3 separate regions of the Mus musculus genome follow, and regions 1 and 2 are each linked to region 3. Evidence: chromatin contacts called from public Hi-C data. All regions are on one chromosome and are shown on one strand. The core of a region is the stretch at or near the end of the contact, and the rest is flanking DNA. Distances in the headings are between cores, read along the strand shown.

What was found. Hi-C and Micro-C count contacts between places; a contact is called where the count stands out from the background.
Region 1: a contact with region 3 is called in a Hi-C map of CD8 T cells, with 6 times the contacts expected there. The contact joins the promoter of Slc6a6 here to the enhancer-like site in region 3. A contact is called at or near these places in 2 of 484 Hi-C or Micro-C datasets (CD4 T cells and CD8 T cells) and 3 of 115 datasets of contacts at active chromatin or transcription factors (extraembryonic endoderm stem cells, memory CD8 T cells and pancreatic cancer cells).
Region 2: a contact with region 3 is called in a Hi-C map of bone marrow-derived macrophages, with 2.5 times the contacts expected there. The contact joins the promoter of Tmem43 here to the enhancer-like site in region 3. A contact is called at or near these places in 1 of 484 Hi-C or Micro-C datasets (bone marrow-derived macrophages), 4 of 115 datasets of contacts at active chromatin or transcription factors (bone marrow-derived macrophages, embryonic stem cells, memory CD8 T cells and 1 more) and 1 of 9 other capture datasets (adipose tissue).

The regions. Positions count from the first base shown.
Region 1 is chr6:91,681,722-91,686,036 of GRCm38.p6, forward strand. It overlaps Slc6a6 (solute carrier family 6 (neurotransmitter transporter, taurine), member 6), which reads left to right and starts at 2,346. Exons shown (of 15, transcript NM_009320.4): 1 at 2,346-2,587.
Region 2 is chr6:91,472,411-91,477,128 of GRCm38.p6, forward strand. It overlaps Tmem43 (transmembrane protein 43), which reads left to right and starts at 1,297. Exons shown (of 12, transcript NM_028766.3): 1 at 1,297-1,488. The coding sequence starts at 1,477. It overlaps Chchd4 (coiled-coil-helix-coiled-coil-helix domain containing 4), which reads right to left and starts at 1,013. Exons shown (of 3, transcript NM_133928.2): 1 at 906-1,013. The coding sequence starts at 927.
Region 3 is chr6:90,739,598-90,744,043 of GRCm38.p6, forward strand. The region is part of intron 1 of Iqsec1 (IQ motif and Sec7 domain 1); the gene reads right to left. Among named protein-coding and RNA genes, the nearest start is that of Iqsec1, 68 kb to the right of the region's middle. Within about 2 kb of position 1,319, at least 108 of the 459 cell types and tissues checked have an H3K27ac peak or open chromatin away from gene starts, as enhancers often do. A contact at or near this core is called in CD8 T cells, bone marrow-derived macrophages, memory CD8 T cells and 1 more, where this site is marked.

The sequences.
Region 1 (4,315 bases), core at 1,096-3,595, 940 kb after region 3:
TATGTTGTCAGGCCACCTCTAGACTCCTAGGCTAGGCAATCTTGCCTAAGCAGCTGAGCAGGTGAGGGTACATGCATTCATATATCAATTTTGATTCCTGGCAATGAACTCAAATCACGATGGATGGAGCCCACCACAGGCCAAGCAGCAGAACATCTGGGGCTGGATTCAGTTCAGGCTGCCCTGCTTGAGACTTCTGACCGCTCTGACAGTCCATGGCCTCTCACATGTTAAGTTCATACTCCATGCCTGACTGATCTGCTGCACCCACAGCCTGGGGCTGGGTTCTTCCAAAGCTCCCCTGGAAACAAACAGATGGTCTAGGTTTAGATTCCAGCCCTGTGACTCACTGGCCAAGCGTCCCCCAGGCCAGCTATTTTCTCTGTGGCTCAGTTTTCCCTTCTGTAAAGTGGGAGAACTAGCAGTGCTGAGCTCCCAGGGATGCTCTGGGGAGGGGCGGGTTGGCCTTGTTTACATGAAGTGAATTCTACCAGCCGGGAAAATGCTGAAGAAAGGAAACTAACTAAATAAATATAGTAGTTGCAGTGACCCAGATGTCACTCAGCTATGACCCCAGCTACCCAAGGGCTCTGCAGTAGGAAGGTGACTTGGAACCCAACAATTTGGGACCAGGCCAGGCAATGTAGTGCCATCCCTATCTCAAAATATAATACATACACACTTACATACACATACATAAATAAATGCAAGTGTAGCTGAGCACTTTCTGTGCACCAGGCCTGTGATGCTTTGTGTACTTGATGGGAGTTCGAGGACCAGATCTCACCGAGTTGACATTACAGAAGGGGAGACTGATGAAGGCCTGAGCCACCTCCTCCCATTCTTCCCAGTCATCCCTTGTGTGATACTGTGTCGATCATTCTTAGGCTCAGGCCTGCCCAGGCTTTCCGAATTGAATCCCTGGGCCTGCCAGGCCTCTGTGGCCTCCCCTGCCCTGACTCTTTGTAGAGTCCTGTGACACCATGCCTGCAGGCTTTTGCAGCCTTACAGCCCTTGCTTCCTCTGTTCCCCACCCCCACCCTTCTGTCTGCCCAAAGGCTCTGGGCTTCCTGAAGTCTGCTCTGGGTTCAAAACAGCCACTTTCCTACTCTCTGACCTACCCCCTGGTCTCAGCCCTTTGTGCTGTGGGTAATGAAATGTGAGTCTGGATTTTTTTTTTTTAAGACGGGTTTTCTCTGTGCAGCCTTAGTGGAACTCACTCTGTAAACCAGATTGGCCTTGAACTCAGAGATCTGCCTGTCTCTGCCTCCCAGCGCTGGGATTAAAGGCTTGAGTCACACCACCACCTTATTTTGCTTCTTGGTGTCTTATGCCAGCCTAGGACAATGGATTCAGGCTGGTCAGGTCTGGGGCTACCATTCCCAGTTTAAGAGACAGGATAGCCATGCTACATAATTGACACTTATGTGCAGAGAGAGTGGAGAAGAAAGAAAAGGAAGTGGGCAAGCAGAGAGGGGGAAGGCCTTACTGAAGGTCACACAGCGCCACCTCAGGCTCAGCCAGGCTGTGGGTGTGTACAATCAGATGGAGGACATGCTCATTCAAATAAGGACAAGAATAATGGCACACTCCCCATCTCCATTTAAAAATAGTCACATTTGCTGACACTCGTTTGGCACTTCCTAGGTGCCTGGTGTCCTGTTCAGACTCTTTACACTGTTAACCTTGGACCCTCCCAGCAGCCAGAAGTGATGAGTTCCACTATTTTTATTTCCGTTTTACAGATGAGGAAACTAAGACACAGAAGGTCTGGGGAACTTGCCTGATGTCACACAGCCACGACGAAGTCGGGGCGCTTCGAAAACACAGCCTCATGTGGGCCAGGGGTGGGGGTGGGGGTGGGGGTGGGGGACTTGGCCTCCATTATCACTTCCACGGCAGCTCAGCCAGGCTTGCAGAGCTGCACACTGGCCCTGAGAGGACTCGGGGCAATGGGGGAGGAGCAGATTCTGGTAGGGATCTAGCTGCTGCGGCAGCCACAGGCCTCGTCCACAGACCTAGGTGGGTGTGTTAGAGAGCGTTGTGGTGTGGTAATATCAGGACAGGAGATGAGCCAGGGGTCTGGGTCTCTAACTCCTCATCGCCTGCATGAGAGGCCTGAGCAGTGCCATTAGCCACCAGCGTTTGGATGGAGCATGAGGATGGGTGCGCGCGCTCGACGAGGCGAGCTCCGGCTCTTTGTGTGTCCGAGCTCGTGCGCGCGTGCGTGCGTGTGTGTGTGTGTGTGTGTGTGTGTGTGTGTGTGTGCGCGCGCGCGCGCGCGCCCCGTGTGTGGGCGTGGCCGACAGACCAGGCCCCTCCCTAGGCCCCGCCCAGGCCCGGCCAAGCTGGTATTTTTCCACCCAGCAGGATGGGTGATGCGGAGAGCTGCCTGTTCAGACAACAGACACGCGAGGTCAGGGAGAAGCCGCTTATAAATTACCGCTTCCTCCGCGCCGCCGCCAGCGTCGTGCTCCGGGACCTGGTTGCTGCCGAGCTCCCGTGCCCAGCCGCCAACGCCGCGATCGCCGCCAGTCCCGCCAGCCTCGCCAGCCCCGGGCCATCCGCTGTGGGCTTAGCCACCCAGGTACCCAGGGCGTGTGGGCCGCGACTGCAGCCCCCTCCCCGGGCCGCGCTCCGCCACCTCACCGGGTCCCTGCGGGTCTGGCCTCCCCGCGCTCTTTCATCCCCTTCACCCCTGAGGGAGGGACTGAGGGTCTCCTGTTCAGCTCTGCTGGAGAGGGAGTTATTGTTTCCCTGGCGAAGGGGCTGGGGCTGCTGGTGCGGCGGCAGGTGTGTGTGTGTGTGTGTGTGTGTGTGTGTGTGTGTGTGTGTCCCACGGGGTGCCTCCTTGTCCCTGGATGTCTCTGTTTCTGAGAGTGGCTGTTTCTCCACCCTAGGCAGCCGTGTACATGTGCGCCCCGGGGTGTGTGATATGACCAGGGCTATGTCCGGGGCTGCCTTACCTGAGTGTAGTGTGGCCGTGTGGCTCTGTCTTCTGATACACACACACACACACACACACACACACACACACACATCTTGCCTATGTGAACCTGTACGTGTGGCTGTGTCTCCGGAACCCTGGCCGTGTGCACGTGTGTGTGCCCGAATGTGCCTGGATCCCTGGATCTGTGGTTGGGGGCAAGTCTAGTGTCTTCTAGCTGTACCCGAGAGGCCATCCCTTGTGCCCAGTGGGCCCAATGGACATCTTTGGTTCTTCGTAGTATTTAGGAGAGGTAAAAGGGCGGTATGGCTCCAGGTGCTGCCTGGGTGTGGCACGCAGGTGTGACAGTCGCTCCCAGGCTTGAGTAGCAGGGCTGAGGCCCGAAACGACAGCCAGGGGCAATGGGTAGCACCAGCTGAACACATCTTCCTCTAGACTGCTCCCCTTCACTTTATGGGTTCCTCTTTTGGGTGGGAGGTTCTGGTCTGCTCCCACTGGGGAAGCCACACAAGGAACCAGTCTCAGGAACAGATCCTACAGTCCCAAAGCCTCAACCTAGGCTGTAGCCTGGCGGCAAGGGAGGCGTGTGCTCAGCAGGGCCACCGACCTGGCTATTTTGGTCACTGCCTGGCCTCTGCCAGATCCCTGCCTTCCCTAGGACCAGCCCCAAAGGCTTGGGAGACAGCCTGGGCCCCCATTTCCTGCCTGGGGAAATAAATCATCTCAAAGACTGGCCAGGCGCTTGACCCGGAGGGTCCTCGGACTGCGGATTGGTAGCACGTGGCTCCAATTGGATGTCAGTAAATTGGCCTCCGATTTGGCACAGCTAGCTTTCAAATAAATGTCATAGAGATCTTTTTTAAATTAAAAGAAAAAAAAAATTTTTTTTTTGTTGCTGGTAGGGAGGGGATCTCACTCAGAGTCTCTAAGCCAGAAGGAGTTTATTTTTATGAGAGAGCTGGTGAGTGCTTAGCAACGGCCTGCCTGCCTCCCTCTCTACCAGGGAGTCATCGGGGAGTGGGGGGTGAGAGGGAGGTGTTTTAGCAAGATGATGGTGGGTGGCTGGAGGGGGACCTAGGCACCAGCTGAGAACCCACAATAGGATGGTATTGGCAGATGGTTGGAGGTTGTCTTAGGCCTTGGTTCAGCCACTCAGTTAACCTTGGGCAGTATTTCTTGTCCTCAGTCTCTTCATCTGTAAAATGGGTGGGGCATACTACCCATTGGATATGTCAACTGGGGATCCAAGAGTCTTCTTGTCCCCAGAAAGACTGTGTTCCTCTTAATGGTGACCTTGGGTAGTTCTCTTAGCTTGGGCTTGGCTGTCCAGGCGACAAGGACGCTAAGGCCAGCCTCGCCTTGTCCTTG
Region 2 (4,718 bases), core at 47-2,546, 730 kb after region 3:
GCCTTGGGTGGATCACTTCCTCCTTTGTACCTCATGTTCTCTAGACTTAAGAGTAAAGGAGCTGAGAATTCTGGGTGAACCAAGTCTCTCTGTAGCTTTGTATTCTCAAGAGCCCTCCAACTCTTTCCTGCCTTGGGCACGTGCTTCGTGAATACCAGAGTAAATGACGCCTGATCTCTCAATTTACAGGAGTGGAAACTAGGGCCTGGCGGGTTTGGCAGCTCAGACATAAGAAGCCAGTCAGTGCTGGGAGACCTTAGAGCAACAGATTGGTCTGGATTCTTCTGGGTTGCTGCTTACAGGTAACAACAGGTAGTGAGTGGTCCTCAACGTGGCTAGAAATGACGGAAGAAAGGAAGCTCTTTCATAGCGGGTCCCGGTTTCGTGACCTGATGTGGGTTCCTGGATCGAGTAACCTGTCTTAATTTTCCGTTTGATAAGACGTGGACAGTAAGGGAACCCGACATATAAAAATGGCTACGTTAAGTTTAAAAGCGTGCCTAGTACACAGAAGGCGCTCACTAAATGCTCCTGCCAGATGCACTTCAGCACGCCCACTCTAGCCCAAGCGGTAATTTTTCGGGATAGCTAAAAAGCCTGGGCGGGATAGAACCACGTGGGGAGTGCTAGGAGCGACGGTGTCTAATTCCTAACAGTCCCCGATTCCCAGCCAGAGACAACGTGCTCCACACTGGCCAGGCCCACGTGAGGCCCTCCGAGGCCCGGGTTCGGGCTTCACCTTGACCTTGGACCGGCCTCGTTCCTCACGGAGCCTCTGCCTCTCTCGTCTGGAAACCGCCGCGTGAGGCCCACTAAAGGGCCCACAGCCGCTCGGTGGAGACCACTTGATCGCGTGTCTCTCGCAGGCCCGTCCCGGCCGGTCTCCATGGCAGCGCCCGACTCACCTTCCTGCCGGCAGTAGGACATGGTTGTTCCCGACAGTCCTCTGCAGCTCGCAGAGGCAGCGGGCGCGGCTGGAGCGGATACACCTTCTCGCCGTGACCTCCCTCGCCGCTTCTCAGGCCTGGCGGGTGGCACTGAGGCCCGCACAGACCCGCCCCCTCCAGGCCTGCCCGCCGCGCGCCTGCCTCCGCGCGTCCTAAGCACCAGAACCGCTTCTCAGTCGAAAACTACACTGACCAGCAGCCCTTGCGCCTCTCCAACTAGACCGATACTACATTTCCCAGAAATCTTGCAGCGCGCACGCGCACCAGTGAAATACAGTGGTTTGTAATTTTGTGGCGAACGTGTCAGACGTCGGACTACATTTCCCAGCAGCCCTTAAGATGCGCACGCGCAGACAACTTGAGGCTTAGGCAGGGCGGTAACTTTTGTCCTGCGTCCCGCCAGGTCCTGGATTCCACGAGAAGTCTTGCAGCTCTGTGGCAGACAGGAGGTCACCGTATTCTGCGTTCCGGTCGTCAGCCCAATTCCTAGCGGAATAGAGCAAGACGGCGGCAGCGAACCAAGCCCACCATGGCAGCGAACGTAAGTGCTTCCTGATGCCCGGGTGACACCATCATCCGGGCCGCTTTTTCCCTGGATCCGCGCTGGGTCTTACAGGGGTGCTACCCCAGTGGGTGCAGCTGCCCTCAGCTCTCTGAGCTTCTCCATCTCGGGCTGCGCGTTTGTGGGCCTCAGCAATTAGTCGAGTCCGCTCGTGCACGGCTGCTTCTTCCACTCCTAGTTTCTCTCTGGGCCCCTGGGGATACGAAACTTGGGGAACTTGGGGAACTGAAGGACCACGGGGAAAGTGTCTATTGGTGAGCAGACTGATGAGGTGATCCTGCCCAGGTGGAACTGTCCAGCAAATGCTTCTTTGGTCTTCGCTCCCTAGGGGGTGTGTACTCAAAGGCTGTGTGATGCTACTGTAGCTGGACTAGCCTGGCTGGATGACGTGGAGAGGGAGACTTTTCTCTGCTGCCGGGTTCCTGGTGCACTGATTTGGTTAGAGCCCCTAGCTGAGGATAGTTCACCCAGACCTCTGGCCTCTTCCTACTGCAACTAGTCCTTAAGAATTTTCCTAGTGAATCTTAACATTCATTCAACAAACGGAGCAACACCACCTACTAGGGGACTGGGTGTGGGAGAAGCCGGTGAGTCACCAGTGCCTCTGGTGAAAGCGCCTCTGAAGCCATCTCAGGAGCACTGCCAGCCCCAGGCACACCCTTACTCCCTCCTTGGTAGAGTGTCACTACAGCCCTCCTTGGGCCTGTTACACCCTCTTCCCAGGCCCCTCCTCAGTCCGGCAGACTTCACCTCCTGGGAGGCCGGAGTTTGTTTCACCCACTGTGCAAGCAATATCTGTTTGGCATATTGTCTGGCCCTGGCAGGGGAAGAGAACCAAAGGTTAGGAATGCTGCACTGGAGCCAGAGGAGAAGGCAACCAGCAGGCCAGCCTGGCAAGAGCAGGCAGACCCCTTCTGATCCATCTCATCAGCGTCATATCTCACCGTTCCCCAGAAGAAGACACCTGCTTGGGGGCTCGTAGCCAGCTTGGCATGCTACATCCCCAGCCTGGGAAGGTGCTGATGAGGGCAGACTTTGGAGACAAGCCCGGAGGCAAATCCAGATTCTTCTACTCTAACTCCTTTGGGTTTACTCTCTCATGGGATCAGTTACTTTGAAATTTGAGGAAGGTTGCTGGGCACAGAGCCTGGTACATGGGAGGTACTTAATCCTTGAAAAAGTTACTCTTAGAGGCTAGCCCACACAGTCTTGGTAGGCAGAGACCATCTTGGATTCTCACACTAACAAACATAGACACAATGGGATATCTTCAGATGTCTTTGTCCATTTATTGTTATATTACTTTCCTGGGAAGACTTGAGCTTTTATTAATGTCAGCAGGATAGCCATAGACCAACTCCATCTTGGTGAACCAAAGAGGTTATCTTGGGTGACTGATGGAGGTGTGTGCCGTCCCTTCTGTTAGCCCCCTGTCTCCTGTATCCTCTAGCAGTACTGTACACTGCTGGGGGTGTGACATAGGAGGAGGTGAGAGGCTAGAATCTCAGGTGATGGTATAAAGATCCTCGTCCACTCTTCCAGGGAACATGCCTGATCATGTGAGGGGTTCATCTAAGCTATTTGGGTCTCAATATGACCATGGCTGTGTCATGCCTAGAGACAATACCAAAGCATCCATACTGTAGCTGAGTCACCAGGCAGGGTAAGCAAGAAAAATCTTAAGACAGTGAGTGGAACAAAAGCTCCTGAGTTCAGTATAACAACTTTCCTGTCAGGTAGGTATTATCACCAGCAAGTGAGGAGTCAGGACCAGAGAGGTGGAGCACATGTTGCCAGGTTCCAAAGCAACAGAGCTAGGATTCCAACCCTGGTGTGCCAATATCCAGGCCCAGTATGTTCCCACCCATTGATTCATCATTTATTGATTCTCAGCCCAGTATGCTGGAAGTGGAATGTGTTACTTAGGATACATAAGTGTACATATACACAGGTATATACATATAGATGCTATTTCCCACCTCACCTCTCTCCCAGCTGGAGGAACATCTTCCTGGCCTCCCTTCCTTCCTGGCCTTAAGGGGAGCCAGCAGGAACACAGGACTTTTTTTTTTCCATTCTTCAGCTTCAATTTCAGCTAAGTGATGAAGAAGACAGTCTAGGGTAGAGGGGCCTGCCTGAGTTGAACATCTACTCAGTACTTACAAGTTATTGATCCAGGCAGATAACCTAAGCAGAGTCTCGAATTCTTCATCTGTGAAATGGGTATTAGTAGTCTCTTTACCGTTGAGCCAGCCCATGGTTGGCCTGTAACAAATGAATATGCTATTGTGGGCATCCTGCTGGCTGAGATTGTCTTCTTGTCTGCAACAGTTGTCTCAACTGAGTTTTATATGGTATTGTTCTGGATACAGTGGGTGTCCTCAGCAGGCCTGAGCCAACAGTGGAGAGCAGCCAGAAGAAGTGGCATTTGATATGCTCAAGGATTCTGTCTCAAATCCATCCTTGGATACTGGGCAGGAAGGGGCCTGGCTCTCTGAGGTACCTGCCAGGTGACCACTTTGTATCTCTGTGACTTTCATCCACACCCACAGTCTGGGTGGCAGCTCTAGTTTCAGTTATGGAGAAATCTGATAATGTTCCTATTAGCTGTAACTCCCACAGGTGCCTATGAGGCCCCAGCACTGAGCCACCACCCCAAGCTTGGGATTTTCACCCCCACTTTACCCATGAGGAAATGGAAGGCCCACAGCTAGTGGATGGCAGAGCCAGGATTCAGGCTTAGTCTCTGTTCTTGGTGATGAACACTAGACATACTTCAGACAGTACCGAGTTGGGTGAAGCCTGCTCCACTGACCTGTGGCTTGTGGCCTATGGAAAGCTGCCCGGGCATGCCCATCTGCTCTGTCTCTCCAGCCTTCCACAGCCATAGCAGACAGGCTATGCTGTTCTACATTCCCCTGCTAAGGGTACCCTTTCCCTGAGGTCTGCCTCTATGCCCCCTCCTCCAAGTAGTCTGTCTTGATGTCCTAGCTAGAAGGTGTACCCAGCACTGAGCCCACCTTTCACTGGACACTCAGCACAGCCTCCCAGTAGTTCTTGGCCCCACCTGCCATTCTCACAGCACAGCATGGTCCTCAGGAAACCCAGCCGTTACTTCTCAGGTTTAATCAAAAATATATTTCTAGCTGCTTTGTAAAATAGCTTGTTGGTGTCTTTTTAACATACGCTAACTTACGGTCTAGAAATTC
Region 3 (4,446 bases), core at 69-2,568:
ATGATGGGCTGTGCTTCCATGGTGCCAAGCAACCACGGACTGAAATCTCTACAACTATAAGCCAAAACAAGATAGTGGTTACAGTACTGGAGGGCTGGCCTGTGTGCTAATATTAAGTATTTGTACCTTTGGAGGTAAGGGGGGCGGGCACCGAAGATCTGCTGGTCCCTGAATATACTACCTCTGACAAGGATGAGCCAGGGAAGGCACAGAAACACCCTGGAAAGGGCAAGGAGAGCTGGGAACAGAAAAGAGGAAGACTGGCCTTCCACTGAAACATTCTACTTACACCTGTGTGTGTGTGTGTATGTATATATGTATGTACACACATATATGTATAAGTATATATCTCACTATATATCTGCATTACTGTTTTGTTTTGCTTGTTATCCTCTGTGTAGCCCTGGCTGTTCTCAAACTCAGAGATCTGCCTGCCTATGCCTCCCAAGTACTGGGATTAAAGGCATGCACTACTACACCTGACTTGGATATATTCCTGCTGTTTGTTTGTTTGTTTGTTTGTTTGTTTTTAATCTGTTTGCAAATGATAAAATTCTGGGGCTGGAAAGACAACTCAGTGCTCTTGAAGAGGATATGGGGTCAATTCATAGCACCCACATAGGGGCTCACAACCGTCCTAACTCCAGTCCAAGAAGATCCATGAGTGCCAGGCATACACACAGTGCACATATATACATGTAAGCAAACACTGATACACATAAAATCAATGTAAAAATTTACAAGGAAAATAGCAATTTCTGATGTTGGGAGGTACGGTGCCTAGGCCTGCTGTGACACAGGCTTAGGATGACTGCCTGTGACCTCAGTATGGAGGGTGCCCCTTCTGAACCCTATAGTTTCCTCTACCAAGTGAGCAGGAAGCATAAGACAAATGCCCACCTCACATTGCCAGTCAGAACCTTCTCAGCAGAGGAGCTAACTGGGTGTTGAAAGAGCCCCTGAGGAGATGAGAACAGCAGAGCTAAGGGTCAAGGGACCCAAGTGATTTTTGAGATCCCCCCAGCTCCCTCAGGGACACTCCTATCTGTTTTTCCCATGTCCATATCCTGCCTGGAAATACTTATTTCATGTTTCCTGTCTGGGGTTACCCTGGCAACAGCTCTGTCATCTGTCTGGGTTGGAGGTCAGTCCTGTGGCATGGGACAGATGACCAATCTGTAGATACCATGTGGGTCTGAGATGATTGGGGCAGAGCCTCATGTTGGGCAATCAAACCTACTCACCCAGAGAATGACCTAGCCTGGATCCTCTCTTGCTCTGCTCCTTCTATGTACAGAGGAAGTAGGGGAACGGATGAGAGAAAAACCGCAAGAAACAAAATAGTGTAACTCACAACAGTGCAGATGCTAGCAGCACAGGAAGTGTGTGTAGCAGAAGCCATCCCATCCCTCATCTCCCGCCCCCTCCCTCTCACCTTTCCATCATCAGCAAGCATGTCTGTGCCTTCTTCCTGTAGTTAAAACAAGGCACTCTGCAACCAGTCATGGCCTGTACTTTCCAGCCCCAGTCTACCCTTTTAGCTCCTTCTTCTAGCCAGTATTGTCCCGTATGTAGAGCAATTTTCAAAAATCGACTCTATCCTATCCCACTCCTGCTCAGAACTCCTCTATAGCTCCCTGTGCTCTTGAGATAAAGAGGTTCCTCACCCAGCCCCATCTCCAGCAGCTTTTCGACAGTCAGGCTAAACTTAATGGCTTTGAGCACACACTGCTATGCCATGCCACCATGTGTTTGACCTTTGTAGTCTTCTGCTTTATTCCATATGCAAAGAAGTCTTCAGATCAACAATAGAAACTACGATTCAAAAAGTTTTCAAGTCCAGTTCACATAAGTAGCTCAGAGAACAAAAATGCAAATAACCTATAAACATACAACCACACATACAACTTCACCAATAAAGGCAGAGACTGCACAATGGTGACATACTGTTAGCTTCTGGAACATGCACACAACTTCCTAAATGTTTGTTAGCTGTGTCCAAACCCATTAGATCCATTTCCAAAGGTATCATCTCCTCTACACATCATTTTCTGGGCCCCTACTGTGCCCAGTACTTCTAGGACACAGATTTGGGCAGAAGGTCTGCAGATGATAGCTACCAATAACAGGAGCTAGGCAGCCACACTGACTAGCTGAGGGTCTGCACATATGATAAAGGGCTCTGGGGCTAGGAAAGCACCCTATTCATCCTGCACAAACCCTGCAAACCTAGCCTTAGAGAGGGCAGCAGTGAAGTTGGGGCAAGGGTGCAGGGCTTGCGGCTGCAGCAGGAGTCAGGCCAAGGGGCTGCTATGCTGGGGAGAGGAGGCGCTGCTGAGGTAGGGCGAGAAGCAGCACCTGGATGGAGGGCAAGGGGGCAGACATGGCCATGTGCTTGCAGCACGCAGGACTTTCTGTTACTTGGTACCTACACGCTGTCCTCACAGAGCTCCTAGATGGTGTCCCCACATACACCCACAGAGGACAGTAGCAGGTCAGGGGCTTTCCTAACTAGGTTCTTTTTTTTTAAATCACTCTTTGGCCTCTCTGTTAATTTGGAGCACAGTGCATACCATGGTGTGGGACACTTCCCTTCCCTAGTCTGAACCTCTACCTTCCAGCTAGCTCTCTGCCATGGGATTTTCAAATGTAAGAATGTGGTCTGTGAAGCCCCACTTGAAGCATCACTTCCAATGTTTAGCCCCGACACACTGGAGGGTCCTGTGATAGGCATGTGTTCAGACCAAGGGTAACAAGACTATGACGGAGGGTTCTGAGCTAGACTCAGGGCCTCTTACATGCTAGGCAAGCATTTTGCTCTGAGATATACCCCCAGCCTTCCAAACTCAAGGAAGGTCTCAAGGTCAAGGACTGCCTGGGCTACTGGGTAAGCCTGAGCACTTCAGTGAGTCCTTGTCTCCAAATAAAAAGGGGGTTCAGTGGCAGTGTGCTTGCCTAGCATCTTCCAGTCTGTTCAACTCCTAGTACTGTGAGAACAAAACTGAGCACTGTAAAGTGAGGTGTGGCTTTTGACAAGGTGCTGAGGTAATTCCTTGGCCTTTGCTTCTTCCCCGTGACAACTGGCTGTCTCTATGCAATAGGACACTTTGAACACTGACCTCCTACTGCCTGTGTTTGGCTCAAAACAATCAAAGATCTGAATGGAAGACAGACAGCTCCAAAACTCTTAGGTAAATCACAGGACTGATGAGAGTTAGGCCATTATTTCTTCCACAGCACAAAAATGCAAAGGATAAAATAAAAATCAGTAAATCACAATGAGAAACTTTTGCATAACAAAAAAGGCCATCAAAAAAGTGAGAAGGGCTAGAGAAATGGTTCAGTGGTTAAGACCATTGGCTGTTTTTCCAGAGGACCAGGGTTCAATGCTCAGCAACCACATGGTGGTTTACAACCCTCTATACTGGGATCTGATGCCCTCTTCTGGCATGCAGGTATACATGCGGGGGCGGAGCACACATGTGCCCCCCCCCCCCCCCCACACACACAATCTGCTTTTTTTTTTTTTTTCAAGACAGGGTTTCTCTGTATAGAAACTCTGGCTGTCCTGGAACCTACTTTGTAGACCAGGCTGGCCTTGAACTCAGAAATCCGCCTGCCTCTGCCTCTGTAGTGCTGGGATTAAAGGCGTGTGCCACCACGCCCAGCACAATCTTTTTAAAAAAAAAAAAGAAACAAAGAAAAGAAAGTGAGAAGAGTCAGGGATGGTGGTACACACCTTTACTCCCAGAACTTAAGGCAGAGGCAGGTGGATCTCTGCGAATTCCAGGCTAGCCTGGTTTATACAGTGCATTCCAAGACAGTCAGGGTTATGTAGAGAGATCCTGTCTCAAACCATCCCTCAAAAGTGAGGCAATGCCTAGCCACAGGAAAAGATATCTGCGAGGCTTGTAACCACTGTGAAGTGCTGATATTTGGAGCATAAAGAAAACTAATGACTCAATGAGATAATACAATAAAAACCAGGATCAGAGTTGGAGAGCTATTTCCCCCACAGGAGAAATATGAAACCTGAGGATGTAGGAAAAGACCCCCAACATCATTGATCGAAGAGGACATGCAAATCAAAGCCAGAGGGCAGCCCTTCACACCAAAGAGGTTGCTGGAATTTCTGTGGATGACAGCTAATGTTGGAGAAGACACAAAGCACACCCTCAATGGCACAGTGCGGTGGGAGGTGGGAAGGGCCTCTGCTCTGGAGAACAGCTTGCCTATTTTTTCTAACCTAACCCAAGACTGCACTCATAGTTAGCTGTTTGAGAAATGGAAGCTGTGTCCATACACAAGTGTTGGCCAAAACCCACAGCAGGATCATTTCTAAATGTCCAAAGTGACAACCACCAGTGTGCATCTTCTAGGGACCAGGCAAGCCAGAAATGGACAGTAGACTGTTACTCAGCAACACATGGAAATAAAGTGTAGACA